Regions from separate parts of the Rattus norvegicus genome. Here region 1 is linked to region 2. The links are chromatin contacts, called in public Hi-C maps. All regions are on one chromosome and are shown on one strand. Each heading gives the region's core, a stretch centred on a gene start, on an enhancer-like site or on the middle of the called end of the contact. The rest is flanking DNA. Distances are from core to core; before and after follow the strand shown. Region 1 has its middle 37 kb from the start of Col5a2. Region 2 holds the start of Col5a2 (collagen type V alpha 2 chain).

Region 1 (4,230 bases), core at 468-2,967, 38 kb before region 2:
ACTTTAGGAAGGACAAAAATAACCTCACTAAAGAAATACAGGAGAACACAGAGAAAAAGATAATATGGTAGTATACTTAAGTGACCCTGTAAACTCTACCAGAGAACTCCTACATCTGACAAATAACTTCAGAAAAGTGGCTGGATATAAAATTAACTCAAACAAATCAGCATCCTTCCTGTACTCAAAGGATAAACTGGCTGAGAAAGAAATTAGGGAAATGGCACCCTTCCCAATAGTCACAAACAATAAAAAATACGTTGCTATTACTTTAATCAAGCAAGTGAACTATCTGTGTAACAAGAACTTAAAGTCTCTGAAGAAAGAAATTGAAGATCTCAGAAGATGGAAAGATCTCCCATGATCATAGATTTTTCAGGATTTATATAGTAAAAATAGCCATCTTTCTGAAAGCAATTTAGAGATTCAATGCAATCCCCATCAAAATTCCAACTCCATTCTTCATAGAGTTAGGAATGACAATTTGCAAATTCATTTGGAATAACAAAAAGTCCAGGATATTGAAAACTATTCTCAATAATAAAAAAAATTTCTGGGAAAATCACCATCCCATTTTTATATCCTGAATGGTGTTATTCAATTCCTTCACATGTTTGGTTGTGTTTTCCTGTAATTCTTTATGGGATTTTTGTTTCCTCTTTAAGGGCTTCTACTTGTTTACCTGTGTTGTTCTGTATGTCTTTAAGGGAGTTATTTATGTCCTTCTTAAAGTCTTCTATCATCATCATGAGATGTGATTTTAAATCCAAAGATTGCTTTTCCAGTGTGTTGGGATATCTAGTATTTGCTTTGGTGGGAGAACTGGGCTCTGATGATGCCAGGTAGTCTTGGTTTCTGTTGCTTAGGTTCCTGTGCTTGCTCTAGCCATCAGGTTGTCTCTGGTGTTGGCTGGTCTTGCTGTCTCTGAAAGTGGCTTGCCCCTTCTGTAAGTCTGTATGTCAGCACTCCTGAAGACCTGTTTTCTTTCAGCTGGATCTGGGAAAAGAGAGCTGTGGGGGACCAGGTCAGCTCCAGATGCAGGCAGAAATCAGAAGGGTCCTATCCCAGACTGTTCTTGGGTTTGTGTCCTGAAGCCTCCATGAGGGTGTTTTGGAGGAGAATTGGTCTTATCTCTGCTCTCAGGTGTGTCAACCACTCTTGGTGCCTGACTTTTCTCCTGACTTTCAGTGTAGGAGAAATCAGAAGTTTCCTGTCCCTGACTGCTCTTAGGTTCCTGTGCCCAGAGGGCACAGAGGGCACCAGGCAGATTCCTCTTGGGCCAGAAATGTGAGCAAAAGTAGTTGTCTCCTCTGAGCTCTGAAGATTGCCTGCACTTCTGAGAGTCCAGTTTTCTCCCCTCATGGGATTTGAGTCTGGTGAAGCTTTTCATAATAGTAGAAAATAACAATGGCATACGATTTGGATGTCTAATACAAGTCCCTAATTCAGTTTCAACCATTTTGAATTCAAATTTAGAAAATATCTAATACATGATGTCAGATGAAAACTGGATTTGATTCAGATACATGAAGTACAGGCTTGGGTGAAGATTAAGATTTCAGAGTCCTCAGATGCAACCTTGAAAGCAGATAGCAATGCCTGTACTTAGAACAAGGTTGGAGTGAGCAGGGTTTTCAAACTGTTAAATATAAATCTGTTTCATTCTTTTTCTGTTCATAAAGAATAACAGTCTGGAAAAAAATGAGTGGAATGAGACAGGAGGGGTGAGAGAAATATGTGTGTGTGGTATGACACACAAGGAAAGCACGTAACTGTTTCAGAAGTTTACATTCACATTTCTCTCTCTCTCTCTCTCTTTCTCTCTCTCTTTCTTTCTTTCTTTCTTTTTTGGGGAAGGGAGGTAACAGAGGGAGCAGGAATGGGGAGATGAAGAGAACTTACAGTAAATGCTTTAATTTCTAACTGAAACGGCGAGTCTGCTAGATTGATTATTCTCTTTAGAACTATTTGGCCACTGAGACAGAAATGACATCACCAAACCCATCCCCGGCCGAGCAGAATGAGTCATGTGTTTCATCTGTTTTCACTTGATGAACATTTGTGGAGGGGAAAAAACCGACAGAGGAAGCCATTGAAAGGAGAAAACCAAAAAAAGAAGAAAAAAATCCAAATATGGTGAGCTGATTCGCCAGAACTGCAGCAATGTGGGCACTAACAACTGCAGTTCGGCTACTCAAGAAATAGTGCACTAAATCACTTGGAAAGCAGTGCTTAAACTTTTAAGCACAGATGGGTATGAGCCTAGAAGAGAGGTGAATCTCTATTTTCAAAACATGAAGTTGAAGATCTTGTTCACTGAAGGGAATCAACAATACTGCGACATCATCTGTTCTTCATAATGTATTTTCTCAGATTAACGTAAAATTCTGTTGATGGTTTAAATGTGTCTACTTATTTCTCTGGAGCAAGACAGGCAGGGAATGCAGAGTAAAGGGACTGGGCGGAGCTTGCTCTTTCTTAGGAATCTATGCCGAGCAGTCTGCAAACACTCCATTTCTTGGCAAATGTCCACCAGCAGATTTGTCCATGATCTGTTTGGAACTAGGGCTGTTAAATGCTGACCTTTATATCCCTTAACAATGGGAAGTTTATAGTTAGGCAACTTAATTTAGAAAAAAGAATCCCGATTTGGTGACTTTAGGCACTTTTCTAAAGTATGTGCATCAATAGAGTAGTGAGGCTCCTCATGGCTGTTGTGAGTGTGTACTTAACAGGCTGAAGATACATACAGAGATTTCAAATTGGAAAAGCTCAATTTAATTCTTATTCCTAACTAAGAAAGCATGTTGTTATCAAGATTTAATTGCATATTATTTCACAAATAGATATTAATGAAAGATTATCAAGAAATACTACCAAATTCTTCAGCAATAATAAACAAAGGACACAAAAAAGATTAATTCAGTCACTGAAATTCTTTAAAGATATGTTTTTAGTGAGTGAGTGAGTGTGTGTGTGTGTTGTATGTTTTGTGTGTGTGTGTGTGTGTGTGTGTGTGTGTGTGTGTGTGTGTTATCAGGGTGTGGGGGAATGTTGTGTATGTATTTGTGGGAACGTTTGTGGGTATGTGCATACCTGTTTGTGAGTGTACTCTGAGCTTAGAAGAGGGCATCAGATACTGTGAAACTGGAGTTACAGATGGTTGTAAGCTACCAAATATAGTGCTGGAAACCAAACTCAAAGTTCTCTATAAGAATAGTATGTGCTCTTAACCTCTGAGTTATATCTCCATTTTCTTCATTCACTAAAATTTATAAATACTTCAAATTAAATTCAATGGAGGATGACACATTGTTAAAATCAATTCTTTTAGCTATTATTTTCATACATGAGTATATTATGGGTTTTTTTTGCTCACCTAAAATAAAGCAAATTTATTGTAACTTTGGGAATATAATAATTCGAAAATGTAGTAATATTCAAACTATTAAACATATCATAACCTAGGCTTTCATAAGAAGGCTAAGGATGTTGTTTTAAAATATTGTGTTTTGATTAGCTCCATCTCTCCTCTCTCCTCTGCAACCCTTCCTATATCCACCCTCCTATCATTTTTGCTGACAACTTCATGGCCCCATTTTAAAGTCACTGGAGTCCACTCAGTGCTGCCAGTCTTTCATGAATGTAGTTTCATCCATTGGAACTTCAGTAACTTATTAGTGCAAAGAAAACTCTCTCTTCTCCACAGCCATCAATTGCCATAGCCCCTCAGCTACGGATGAGCTTTCCTGGGGCTCTGCCCAATCCAGGTTACAGATCCGGCGGGCTTCATCTTGAGTGAGTCTTGTGCATACATCACAGTTGATGTTAGTTCATGTGTGCAATGGCTCTGTCGCATCCTGCAAACGTTATTTTGTGGTCATCCTCCAAAGTCCCTGCCTCCTTGAATCTTTCTCCATCCGCTTTCATGTTAATATTTTTACAATTATATGTGTAGACAAAAAATTATCATCTGTATATTTAGACAAATAATGGTTTCTATACATCACTAAAAGCAAAAAAAGTACATAAACATACATAAAATTTACTCAACACTCAGCTCATTTTCTCCTTTTTTATACAGTCCAGGATCAAAATCCAGAAAAAGTTACTGCCCACATTCTGAGTATATCTTCCCACCTCAATTAACCCAATTAAAAAAATCCCTCACTAGCATATCTTCAACAGAAGAAACTAATCTAAACAATTTTTCATTAAGAATGTCTTCCC
Region 2 (3,984 bases), core at 523-3,022:
AGATATAACATTGAGACTGGGTTACATGATTCTGCATTTTAATTGATTGAGGTTTTCTGAAGTGATTTCCATCTGTTGCAAAACAACATTCCTTTGATGAAGGATTAACAAGAGCTTTTACATCATGGGTTTTTTCAGCTATTGTTCAAATAATTAGAAGAAATTTGATTTTTGTTCCTTATTTAACCCATTCATTAAGTGTGAGCAAGACAGCCATGGGAACAGCAGTATGTTGGTGAAAGAATTCACTAGACATAGACAGGTCTTGATGTCAAGTTATTCTCTATGGTACAGGGCGAGAAAGTTGTTTTGGGAACTTCTCCAGAGCCTAGCTCTACCTCTTTTGGATTTTTTTCTTTTATTAAGGAAATTAAACAGTAAATGAAGTTTTATATACCTATTCTAATTTTAGACTATTCTTTTTTTGTATTTATTTTGGGTTTAATTCATTCCACAAATAGCTGTATATCTGGTTTGTATTTTTTGTTTCATATAGATGTATTTTTTTCAGCATTTACATAATACGTTTTTTAAAGGTGATAGATTCTGCCTTTGTTTCCAGTATGCCATATTCCCTCCAATATTCAGGGTGTCTCAGAGTACCTGTTCAGTGCTGAGAAACTACGAAGACTTGAGTCATACGTGTTGTGTGTGACTTAATTCTGTTCCTCGAGAACTCACAATATCAAATGTATTAGACTTTTAAAAACACTGAGGGCATTTAAATCTTGTCAAGCTTGAGTAGGGCAAAAAGTTAATGACTTGCTCTTAAGAGACATATACAGCTGGGACTACCATGTTCCCTGGAAAGCTGGTGTGGGGGCTAATGACAGCGCCATCCACTTTTATGTAGCTCTTTGCAATTTGGAATCTAGTTAATAGCATATTACTCAGTTTAGTATCACCAGATCCTGCACACTCGTCAGGCCAAAGCCCCCTTTCCAACAAGAAAATTGGACAGATAAAGACTATGTATAAATTCACAAAATTGGTGAGTGGCAGATCTGATGTGGGAACCCACCCTTTCTGAGACCTAAAGCAGTGTGTTTTCCTCAGTCAACAAGCTTGGTGGACTTTTTTAAAAAAAAAAAAACACAGTAAAATGCTCTGTGACAAGGAGAATGTATAGCTATGTCTCCTTAAGCGACATGGAAGCAACTCAATGAAAAGGACCTCAAGTTCATTTTGAGTCGGGTGTATTCTGCCTCTTCTCTCTTCCAGAATCCTCTCACAGCATGAGAAAGGGAGCACAGTGAAAATCGGGACAAGAATCATTCCTCTGCTGTCAAAAGAACAGGTTAAAAAGTGACGTTTTAAAGGCTTAAGTGATGAAGAGAAGTCTGAATTATCTAAATGCAAAAGAAAAACAAATCCACTAAAAGGCTGTAATCCTCCCTAAAGCTTTTTTAGTGTCTCTGGAAAAAGTCAGTGGGTGTGTGTCTGGGGGAAGAGTTAGGGAGGGAGGAGCAGACTCCTTCTAATAGGCTTTCTTTTAAAAAAAGAGAAGAAAAGAAAAGGCATACACACTCAAACAGAAGAAGAAATAAAAGTTCGTCTCTGTTGGGAAGCTGCCTCTGCGCTTAAAATCTACAAGGAATACTGAAAACTCAAGTCGCAGAGTCCTGCGCTCTGATTTGGTTGCTTACCATCAATCAGAGGGTTGCTTGGCAGACACTGGATGGTTATGGGCCTGAACAAGCTGAAAGGGGCAGGAAAAGAAGTGGAGGCAGCATTCTTCCTATTTAAAGCTGCGTCGCTTGAAAAAAGTTTTCACAGACTCTGCTGGAGCTGGTGCTGAAACAGACTGAGGCAGCCCCTGGGACTGGTGCTGAAAAAGAGACCCCAGCCAAATTCATGGTGCTACAGTGACCTCCATATCTACTCTTCGATCCCAGGAGGACCCACATGTCTCATATTTAGGCATGATGGCAAACTGGGTGGTAGCAAGACCTCTCCTCATTCTTTTTGTTTTATTAGGGTACTGTGTCTCAATAAAAGCCCAGGAACAAGAGAATGGTGAGTTTGCCTTTTGCTTTGCTTATGGTGTTTATGGCTTGGTTTGGGAACTAGATGGAATGTTAAGCTTCAGGAGGAGCGTGAAGGGAAGACTCTGGTTTGAAGTTTGAGAAGGGGGCTGTAGGATTTGCACCTGGGAAACAGCTTGGCTCTGGAGACTAGGCACGTCTGCAAATCCGGAGCTTCTGTGTGTGCCCTGGCAAAAAGTTAGTTTCTGACATCCTCTAAGAGCGAGGATCCGATCAGTCCTTTTGCCCGAACGTAAGAGTGTGATGTTTAAAAGAAAAGAGTGCTTAACCGGAGGCACTTTTTAGTTAGAGGTCTGTTGTGTGGGCTGGCGCTTTCCAAGCTGGGAAAGCCGCCGCCGCCGCCGCCGCCGCCGCTGCTGCTGCAGAAGCAGGGCAGGGTGGAGTCTTTCCTGTTCGAACTTCAGCAGCAGTCTTTGTTTAGAAAAACCTCTGCAGCAACCCTGATAGTTCGGAGTTTCCTTTGTCTTTGCTCTTCATTCCTTTCTTTCCAAAGCTTTATCCTCCCCTCCTAACGTTTTCATCTCTGATCTTAAAATCTTGTTTGCTTACTGAGAGGGAGTCAAGTTTATTTCTTCATGACAGACGCTGATAGAAACCAGATTTCTTAAACTGCGGTACTTTCCCACCCTACTGACTTGATTATTGGGATAGTGTAGTTCCTGGGAGAATGGCTGAAGGCAGACAATCAGCACGCCTTATATATAACTTACTTGGAATAGAGTATTGAGAAGGACTTTTCCCTTAAATCCCTCCCTCCCTCCCTCCCTCTCTCTCTCCTTCCTTCCTTCCTTCCTTCCCTCCCTCCCTCCCTCCCTCCCTCCCTCCTTCCTTCCTTCCTTCCTTCCTTCCTTCCTTCCTTCCTTCCTTCCTTTCCGGTTCCCTTCCCTTCCCCCTGTTCCTTCTATTTTCCTTTCTTTTAAGGCATATCTTGCTTGGTTACTGTTTTCTTGTTTGTTTGTTTGTTTCCCCTGTGTGGGTTACATATGTTAGTGGTGAGTCATATTGTTAAGCAAAATGGCATGGCTACTATAGGACAAAACTTTAAAAAAAATAAAATAAAACGGGCGTCATTGATATTAACCTTAACTTTTGAAGATCGAAGTGTCAGAAATAGACACATTCTCACTGTAAGAGGCCAGCATAGATCTTCGTCACTGTTAGCATCAAACTCAAGCTTTCAAAACTTTGTAATGTGTTAACCATGTCTACTATTGTCTTTCTCATGTGTATATCCATCTATCTGTATATGTTTTTTTTCCTGCCTTTCTGAATTTTTCTCTAAAGATATTTAGAAACTATTTAGCAGTTTTAGAAATCCTATAACGTTCTGGAGATAAAATTCAAGTCTGTCAATAGTCCCATAGAGGGTGCACTTTTCTAAAATCTTGAAACTTTTAAAATCAGTTTCTATGTTTCAAAAAGAGAGGGAATTTATGAAGGGTGAAACGAATTTCCTCATAATGCCATGAAAAGTCTGTGTTGTTTTCAAACTGGAGAACAAAGAAGTCAGAAAAGAGGAAAGCAGACTGCAACATTAGGATAGAAGGAAAATGTCTGAGTATCAGTGAATCTGCTCACTCCCCTCCCCTACCAGAAAACCTACTCTAAAATATCTATAGAGACTTTATTCTCAATTTATATTAAAACGATGCACTTAACTTTTGTAAAGTACAAAAGTAATCAAATATGTATGTAAATGAAAATATAGGATGCTCAAAAGCTTTTGAGAATAGGTCTTGTGCTAAAACTCTCATCTAGGTCATTGAATTTATTCTCTAGGTCTTACTTAAAAATGAGGGGTTTACTGTTCTCTAATATTAATTTACATACATTAAGAATAGGAGGTATAGTTCAGAAAGTCCTGCCTTTGGGCCAAATCCTTTTTCCTTGGTGTCATTAAATAGCAGACAAACTCCAACCCCAAACTAAAGGTTTTTAC

The links. A called contact is a pair of places that touch in the nucleus more often than the background predicts.
Region 1: a contact with region 2 is called in a Hi-C map of the A7r5 cell line, with 1.8 times the contacts expected there. The contact joins the enhancer-like site here to the promoter of Col5a2 in region 2. A contact is called at or near these places in 3 of 12 Hi-C or Micro-C datasets (the A7r5 cell line, the Rat2 cell line and Schwann cells).

The regions. Positions count from the first base shown.
Region 1 is chr9:55,125,383-55,129,612 of GRCr8, reverse strand. No RefSeq gene overlaps it. Among named protein-coding and RNA genes, the nearest start is that of Col5a2, 37 kb to the right of the region's middle. Within about 2 kb of position 1,717, at least 13 of the 93 cell types and tissues checked have an H3K27ac peak or open chromatin away from gene starts, as enhancers often do. A contact at or near this core is called in the A7r5 cell line and Schwann cells, where this site is marked.
Region 2 is chr9:55,087,939-55,091,922 of GRCr8, reverse strand. It overlaps Col5a2 (collagen type V alpha 2 chain), which reads left to right and starts at 1,772. Exons shown (of 54, transcript NM_001399195.1): 1 at 1,772-2,016. The coding sequence starts at 1,923.